3 separate regions of the Mus musculus genome follow, and all the other regions are linked to region 1. A link is a contact called in public HiChIP or PLAC-seq data. All regions are on one chromosome and are shown on one strand. The core of a region is the stretch at or near the end of the contact, and the rest is flanking DNA. Distances in the headings are between cores, read along the strand shown.

What was found. HiChIP or PLAC-seq counts read pairs in DNA pulled down with a chosen protein or histone mark.
Region 2: an HNF4G HiChIP or PLAC-seq map of pancreatic cancer cells shows a contact between it and region 1. The contact joins the promoter of Tjap1 here to the enhancer-like site in region 1. A contact is called at or near these places in 2 of 39 promoter capture datasets (the C10 cell line and pre-B cells), 1 of 15 datasets of contacts at CTCF or cohesin (the NIH/3T3 cell line) and 2 of 115 datasets of contacts at active chromatin or transcription factors (embryonic stem cells and pancreatic cancer cells).
Region 3: a contact with region 1 is called in a FOXA1 HiChIP or PLAC-seq map of pancreatic cancer cells. The contact joins two enhancer-like sites. A contact is called at or near these places in 1 of 15 datasets of contacts at CTCF or cohesin (the NIH/3T3 cell line), 1 of 484 Hi-C or Micro-C datasets (pro-B cells) and 2 of 115 datasets of contacts at active chromatin or transcription factors (embryonic stem cells and pancreatic cancer cells).

What each region holds. Positions count from the first base shown.
Region 1 is chr17:45,750,891-45,753,537 of GRCm38.p6, reverse strand. All of the region lies in intron 2 of F630040K05Rik (RIKEN cDNA F630040K05 gene), which reads right to left. Among named protein-coding and RNA genes, the nearest start is that of F630040K05Rik, 18 kb to the right of the region's middle. Within about 2 kb of position 1,292, at least 134 of the 459 cell types and tissues checked have an H3K27ac peak or open chromatin away from gene starts, as enhancers often do. A contact at or near this core is called in the NIH/3T3 cell line and pancreatic cancer cells, where this site is marked.
Region 2 is chr17:46,281,709-46,284,355 of GRCm38.p6, reverse strand. It overlaps Tjap1 (tight junction associated protein 1), which reads left to right and starts at 1,330. Exons shown (of 10, transcript NM_001252474.1): 1 at 1,330-1,396; 2 at 1,917-2,010.
Region 3 is chr17:46,264,744-46,267,390 of GRCm38.p6, reverse strand. Tjap1 (tight junction associated protein 1) reads left to right here. Exons shown (of 10, transcript NM_001252474.1): 3 at 2,413-2,508. Among named protein-coding and RNA genes, the nearest start is that of Lrrc73, 12 kb to the right of the region's middle. Within about 2 kb of position 1,355, at least 119 of the 459 cell types and tissues checked have an H3K27ac peak or open chromatin away from gene starts, as enhancers often do. A contact at or near this core is called in the NIH/3T3 cell line and pancreatic cancer cells, where this site is marked.

The DNA.
Region 1 (2,647 bases), core at 43-2,542:
ATGTATGAGTAAGTGTGTGTGGGTGTGTGTATCTGTGAGGGTGAGTGTGTGAGTATTTGTGTGTATGTGTGTGTTCATGTGTGTTTGTGTGTGTGTGTGAGAGAGAGAGAGAGAGAGAGAGAGAGAGAGAGAGAGAGAGAGAAAGAGAGAGAGCCCAGCTAGGCAGGAGGTCAGCTTCAATATAAGGTCCAACCTCAGGTAATCCAAGTTCCTGGTGAGTTTCCCAGAACCCACTTGGGGTTCTCCTTCCCAGCACATTACAGTTTGTAATGGTTTTTATTTGTGCAAATTGCTTGATGCCAGTCTTCCCTGAGCACCTGGCACACTTGCTGAGTGGGTAAAGACTCTAACAGCAGCGTAGCGTTCTGCCATGTCCCGTCCCTGGTACAGCATTCGCAGGTGCTCCTTGCCCAGACCTGGCCGGATCTGCCCATCTTGCCAGAACTGCAGATCAATCCCAGAGAAATTTCATCACAGTTAACCAGGAAGGTCTTTTCTCGAGGAGGGGAGGGCCTCCAGCCTCAAACAGTGCTTTCTGTTCATTGTCTACATCTGGCCAGACCTCCCGAGGGCAGAGGTCACATCTGCGTCTCAGGACTGTCCCCAACACACCCCGCTGTAGTCCGCCAGCTGTGACTCACACAGCTCCTGAGCTCTTCCTCTTTGGCCAGAGACCCACATCACTAACCACAGTAATGTAAGCTGCAGTAACCACACTTACGCGCAGAGTTTCTCCACACCAGGCCAGGGCAATGACCTTATATCGGGGGTCAGCAAGGACAGTCCTACCCGGAGGTAGAGGCATAGCCCAGATGGGCTTCCTCAGGCCTAGCGTCTAGACTTTTTCTCTCAACCGTTTGCAGTCTCTCCACTTCCCCACCAAGCAGCCTAGCAGGGACTTGATGCCCTGCTTGCACATTCATGAAGCGAAGACAAAGAGCGTTCTCTCTCTCTCTCTCTCTCTCTCTCTCTCTCTCTCTCTCTCTCTCTCTCTCACACACACACACACACACACACACACGGACACGGACACGGACACAGACACATACATGGACACACAGACACACACATGGACACATACACATGGACACACACACTCAGAGGGGGCAGTGAGTATCACCAGGGTGGCTTGGAGGGAGACAGGGAAAGTGAGCCAAGCTGTCCCGTATATCTGCCTTCCCTCACCACTAGGTCTCGGACATTCATCTGGGGAAATGTGGCGTCTGAGGATGTGGCTACAGTGGCCAGCATCTGGCGCCAGCAGAAATCCCCAAACCCGTCAGTGCCCTGTTCAGACGTGTCGCTGACCATGCACTGAGTAAGTGCTGAGAAGACACCTGTGCCTAAGGCCACACCCCTGCCTGCCCTCGGCTTCCAGACACACCCCCTCCTAGGGCTCAGGCCATTCCAGTTCTTCCTGTCCAACCCAATGAGGGTCCAGCACATCCACCCCTACAGTGGGCACCAGTAAAAGGGGAGGACAGGTACTGGGCTCCCAGCCCAGCTGTGTGCTCTAAGGAAAATTACCCAACCTCTCTGGAGTTCAACTGGCCCAACTGTAAAAAGGTCAGTTAATTAATAATTATTTATTATTTATCAGTCTACCATGAGATAAGGGTAGACGTACCTATCTTTACATGGCTGCCATTCACAATTCTGGCAGTAAACACTAAGTATCAGGAAAACCAAGACCTTGGAGAAGGGAGAAAAATCAATGTTGTTAAAAACAGGAAGATGGATGGGCTGGAAAGATGGTTCAGTGATTAAGAGCACTGTCTGTTCTTCCAGAGGTCCTGAGTTCAATTCCCAGCAACCATGGTGACTCTAAACTATCTGTAGTGGGATAGGATGTCCTCTTCTGGTGTATCCAAAAACAGGTACAATGTACTTATATACATAAAGAGAAGAAGAAAGAAGAGGAAGAGGAAGAAGAAAGATGAGGAACCTCATCTTTTTTTTTTTTTTTTTTTTTTTTAGCCAGATGCACATAAGATCAAAACTACATCCTCCCAGCTTCCCTTGCAGCTAGGTTTGGCTGGATGACTGAATTCTAATCAATGGGATATAAGAAATGTTGCTTTGCACCCTGGACTGCCCAACCATACTTGCCCTTGGGGGTTGGGGATGAGGCAGCTTGGATCAGACTCTGGGAGTGGGGAGCAGGTGAGATCGCAGTATCAAGCACCTTTATTAATTCCCAGGGAGCGCCCTTTAGACCCTCCACCATCATCCCATTGGTACCAAGCAAGTGAGTCCTCCAAGTGGCAGTTCCCCATTGGCTGTCATTGTCTGTGTCACCACTCTCTAGGCTCTCAGGCAGACTTCAGTTTGGCCCTCATGCTGAAGTTACCTGGGAGGCTGCGCAGCACCTGACTTTATGCAGAAGCAGCCACCACCTTGTCAGTGAGGCCTGCTGTTTCTCCTACAAAGAAGTAAATACAACTTCCAGGAAGTTCCTATAAAGAGAAGGGAGAGCTCCTATTTCAGGATGTCTTTGTCCTTCATGCTGGCTAGAGTGCCAGAAGCCATCTGGGAACTGTGATGACCTTGGAAGTGGAAAGCTAGTAGATCAATAAGAGACAAGACTGGGATCCTCCCAGCGCTTAACCATTGCATTACCCCAGGAGTGCTTACCTCCAGGGTTCAA
Region 2 (2,647 bases), core at 81-2,580, 530 kb before region 1:
GAGTAAACGTTAAATGAAGCAGTTGGGTGTGTGTGTGTGTGTGTGTGTGTGTGTGTGTGACTGGGATCCTGAATGACCACAGACGTGATCATTTGAACAAGGACACACCTGTTGGTGACTCCCTAGAAGGAGAACATTCCAGCCACAGGAAACAGAAAGCCGGAAGCCTCAACATGCTTAGCAGGCCCCAGGAAAACCTGCTGCCTAACCACTGTTGTGGGCTGTGCACCTGCTATGGGACATCCACACGTGCTCTTTGACTTGAAGAGACGTTAGGGCAAAGGGACGCAGCAAGTAAAACAACAACTCTGGAACCGGAGAGGTGCTCAGCCGTGAAGAGCATCTGCTGCCCTTGCAGAGGACCCAAGGTCAGCTCCCAGCACCTACATGGTGGTTCACAACTGCCTATAACTCCATTTCCCGGTGATGCCATACCCTTTTCTGACCTCTACAGGCTCCTGCATGCACATACAGAGACGTGGGCACATACACATAAAGTAAACTCATAAATAATTATGGTACAGGATATCTGTTATAAAGTTCGGTGTAACTAGTTAGAGCCGTCTAGTAAAAGGAGCTTCAAAGAGAAGGCTTTTTGGAAGCGTTGACAGTTTAAGAATGGCAACTGAAAACTGGGCCTACCGTCTAATACCCGTAATACCAGGTGCGTCTCGATGCTTGCCTGGGCTACATAATGAATTTGAAGTCAGCCTGGGCTGACTCTCCCCTCCCTCCAAAAACAGTATAAAATTGACCTCCTGAGTGGAGGAACTGGATTGCAGATCTCAAGGCTTGATTTTCTGATAACACAAGACAATTTAAGAACCTGAAGACTTTTGGGAGAGGTGGGAAGCACGGTTGAAAAGGGTGGTAGAGACTGGGTCGTGCGTTATCTTCCGTTGAGATGAAAAGCTGGCATTTTCCTTTGCCTTGTGTGGCACCCTGAAGTCAGAAGCCAGAGGCTCTCTGTGAGTTCAAGGTACAAAGTGAGTTCACATTCCAAGGCCAGCCAATGAGGCCTGATGGGTGGGAGTGGCAATGAGAGTCGGGGTACGTGGAGGGGTGTGTTGGTATTTTTCTTTGTATACGAAGCATCTTGTATTTTTTAAGCGTTGTTCTCTATTTTTTCCCACAGTACCAGCCTTTTCCCCTTTCTCACTGTTGAGTCCTACTTCCAACACCGACTTCCTTCTTCCCTTACCAGGTCTGCAAAGGAGGAGATTCCCACTTTCCCAGCATCACCAGGAGTCCTAACGCTTTACCCCGAGGCCCCGCCCCCAGGCCCGCCCCTCCGATGACGCACGGCGCCCGGTGCGTGGGGATTCCCGCGGTCCAGGCCCCTACCCGGCCTGCCCCGCGGCAAGATGGCTGCCTGAAGGAGAGGCCCCGGCAGAAAGTTTGTTGTGGGATTTTTGAGTAGTCGCGCTGGGTGGCGAGAGTTGAGGGGGTTTGCGGAACTCTAGCATGGAGTAGAGATGGAGGGAGGGAACAGCTCCGAGGTGGAGAACTAGGATGCCAGGATGGAGGAGGGTTGGAGGCGGAAAGAAAAAAAAATGCCGATGGGGGCGGAGGGGAGGGAGCCTGGAATTTGGTGGCAGCCCTAGGGGAGGAGATGGGGCGGGGGTGGGGGGTAGCCAGAAATAGGTGTGGTTCGGCTTCTGGAGGAGCAATCGCTCACGGATTGAAAAAGTTACTTCTCTCAGAGTAAGGAAGCCTGGAGCGCGAGGCAGAGGCCTGACTCCCCCAGGCCGGTGGGAGGGGAGATGGCTCTCGTAGTCGGGAAGGGGTAGGAGTGAGATGTGGAGCGTGCAGGGCGGGTCTCCCAAGGAGGGGACCGAAGCCAGTCGTGTGACCCTCTTCCAGGCTTAGATTAGCCTTACCCATAGCCCCTATAGCAACGTCTGCCCCCATTTCAGCTTGAAGACCCAAGGGCCCCAGGGACTGGAAGAAATCACATTGCCTGCTTGGAAAGAAGAGGTAGCAACTTGCCCCAGCCCAACCCCAGAGCGGGTAAGATGGTTTGCAGAGGCAGGGTTTTGAGCGATAATCTCCCTGGGAGAGGATCCATGGATTTGGTGAATCAGTTAATCCGAGAAGTTTGCTTGCTCTTCTACAGAGGTTTTTGTTTTTTGTTTTTTTGTTTTTTGTTTTGACTGTGATCTTTAGTTGGTGTTTGGTAAGACTGCTGGCTACCTTGTGGGAGCTGGTGTAGAGTTGAGTGTTGCTTGCCTTCAGCTGTATAAACAACTCTGGGCAAGTAGACGGTCCACTAAAAATAGTCTTCCTTTCTTAATTGTTTTGTTTATTGTTTTTTGAGATAGGGTCTCACAGGGTAGCTCTTCCTGGCCTGGAACTCTCTATGCAGAGTGAGCTGAAAGTATTCTGGCGGATTCTTGTCACAAAGCAGCTCCCTGTTTGTGTTACCATGTCTTCTTCCATTTTCCCCCTCAAGTTGTCAAATGTGCCATTCTGCCTGGAAGTAGTAGACCTGCGGTGGGTGGCAGACGATGGGGAGTCACAATCAACTTTCTGATGGGGTTCACCGACGTTTAGGTCATTTCTATGAGCAGCTCCCGAATTCACTCCTGGTGCATGTCTGCTTTGGCATTTTTTTTTCCTTTTTGGTAAGAAGATGTTATTGGTGTTC
Region 3 (2,647 bases), core at 106-2,605, 510 kb before region 1:
GTTCAGGTGTCCCAACATGCCCTGATATTTATGGACCTGGGACAGGGAGTGGCACAGATCTGCCTCGAGGTGTGGGGTTGGGGAACCCAGTAGGTTCTCAGTGTTCTCAGTGGATCACCCCTGCTTCTCTAGTCAGGAATGTTTCTCCCCTCGTGACACTGCTAGAAGTAACCTTTCACCCCACCTCCATCCTTAGAGTCTCATCTGCTCTTTGTGTCCTCGCCACACCCACACCATCCCCCAACCCAGACATCTGTTTGATTGCCTCTAGCCTCAGAGAAGAAAAAATGTGCTCATAGTTGCAGCCCTGACTTACCGTCACGGCAGGGCAAGCTATAGGATATGGCACCTCAGTGAGGCATGTCTGCCCACATATAGAATTACCCTGAAAGTGTCTCAGTCCGCCCTGCCTGTCCACTGTTGTCACAAGTGCCCTGGTCCCTAGAAGAGAATGCGAGCCTTGGCAGGAGTTGGGTAGGTAAGTAAAACAGGCTAAGGTGGCAAATCACACCAGGGAGCCTGCCAAGTGAAGGGTTCCTCTGCCTTCTGGAACAGACAAACAAAAAGTGCCATCGAGAGCTGGCCCTGTGGGGAGAAGGCCAGCTCCTGGAAGCTCCCATCAGTTTCTAGAAGCTTTGCCTGGCTCCTCTTTAGTCAACGGCCTTGGTCCTACCTGGTTTCCCAGGCATACACACCCACACATCCACACCTTCAAATGTTAGGCCCTGGTTAACCTACAGTGCTCTGGGACTTTTCTAGGTCCCCTCCCTCAGGCCACAGGAGTCTCTGTGGTTAGATCCCTACTCCAGGTTGAGCACCTACTGGGGCGAGGCCCTCTGGAGGACAGCCCCTGTGGTTGTATGTTGTTTGTTCTCTCACCCCAGGAATGTGGTGTCCTTTCTGGCCCTCCCAGATTCCTGTGCAGGGAGTCAGCCTGACAGCATGCTGCTTGTGCCCTGTGGGGACACGTTCTGCCTCCTGTCAACGGGGCGGAGGCTGGTGGCTCGTGCTTCACTATTACAAGCTCTCCCCCAAATCCAGGCCAGGAACCTTAGAGAGGAGAGTCCTACTCCTGCTTCCCCGCCCTCCTCTGCCCCCACCCTGCTGCCCCAGGCCTGCTGGAATGTGACAGGAGTCATGGCCAGGGCATGTCCCAACAGTAGGAACACATGCTTTAGCCCGCAAGACCGCCTTCAGCCCCCAGCTCTGTAGCTCTGTTTGGGTTGATGGGGGTAGGAAGAGGTTTGTATTTTTTTTTTTTAAATGCTCAGAAAGCCACCTAGGGTTACTGTTTGCACTGATCACTGGCGGCTGCTGCCCCCATGCGGCAGCCCAGCTTATTACAGGTACGCCTCAATCCCGGGAAGCTGAGGGGACTTGGCAGCTCACTTGGCCCAGCCATTGGCAGTGGTGTGTGTAGAGCAGGCTTTGGCAGTGGGGAGCACGTTATCCAAGCGCTTGGAGATGCTGGAGCAGCCTTGGGCCTCAGCTCCCCGGGCTCGGGGTTAAATGTTTTCTCTTTTGAGCGTGTGTCGGTACTTACTTAAGCACAGTGTGCTTGTGGAGGTCATCAGGCTTTGCAGCAAGCATCGTTACCTACTGAGCCTTCTTGCCAGCCCCCCACAGTTACGGTTTATAGACTAGCGGTTCTCGGCCTCAGGGCTGGTGACCTTTGCCTTGCCACCTCCGGTATGCTGGCTGCCCTGTGTGTGGTAGGTTTAGTCGATATTCTGACTTTGACTCACCGGTAGTACCTCCCCATCTGCAGATTGTGAAAATTAAAAATGTCTCTAGACATTTGCCTGTTAACCCTGGGAGAAGCAGGGGGTAAACTCACCCTGGTTGAGAATCACTGCTCTGAACTGCTGAGGTTTGGATTTTGTTTCTCGGGTCTGCCTTCGCTCATTGGCAAGTTTATTGTACACTGTGGTACACAGAAATGGTCTCTGGGCTCATTTAGTCATTGCTAGGGGGTCTGCCGTACCATCGTCATCTTGCTCCTTTGCCAGGCCCTTTGTAGTCTCATTTGTAGTCTGCATTCCCCAGGATTCCCAGCTCTCTGTAGACTCTGAGAAGCCTAGGAGTGAATGGGACACAGACCAGTACCGGCCTATTCCAGAGCAGGGTATGTGCTGAGCGGAGGCAGCGTACGAAGTACATACATAAACACGCAGGCGTTGTTAGGGGAAGCCAGGTACTCGTTAATGCTAGCTGGTTTCCTTTTTGAGTTGATTTCACTTCATAAAGCAGGCTACTCTCAGACTATTGATCTTCCTACCTCTGTCGCTTGCTCCTAAGACCCACTGTGCTGTGGTCTCTTTGCTTACTGTTTTCTGGGAGCCTTCAGGTCCCAGACTGGACAGGCAGGCAGCTGACACCGGGTTTCCACTTTCTCCCCTTCTCTGGTTTCAGGAGCTCTTGGCTAGAGGAAGTAGAGGGGCCGTGGGATGTGGAGAGCCGAAGGCTGATTCCAGGAGAGCAGAACAGAGAGCTGCCAGCGAACAGACGGTATGTCCCGATGAGGCCTGCATTCTATACTTTGTTCTCTTCTGGGAGGCTGGTAGGTGAGCAGCCATATAGGTGCTCTCTTCCAGTGGGAGCCAGCACAGAAAGGAGGTGTGGCCAAAGGGGCTTGGCCTTTGTTGGC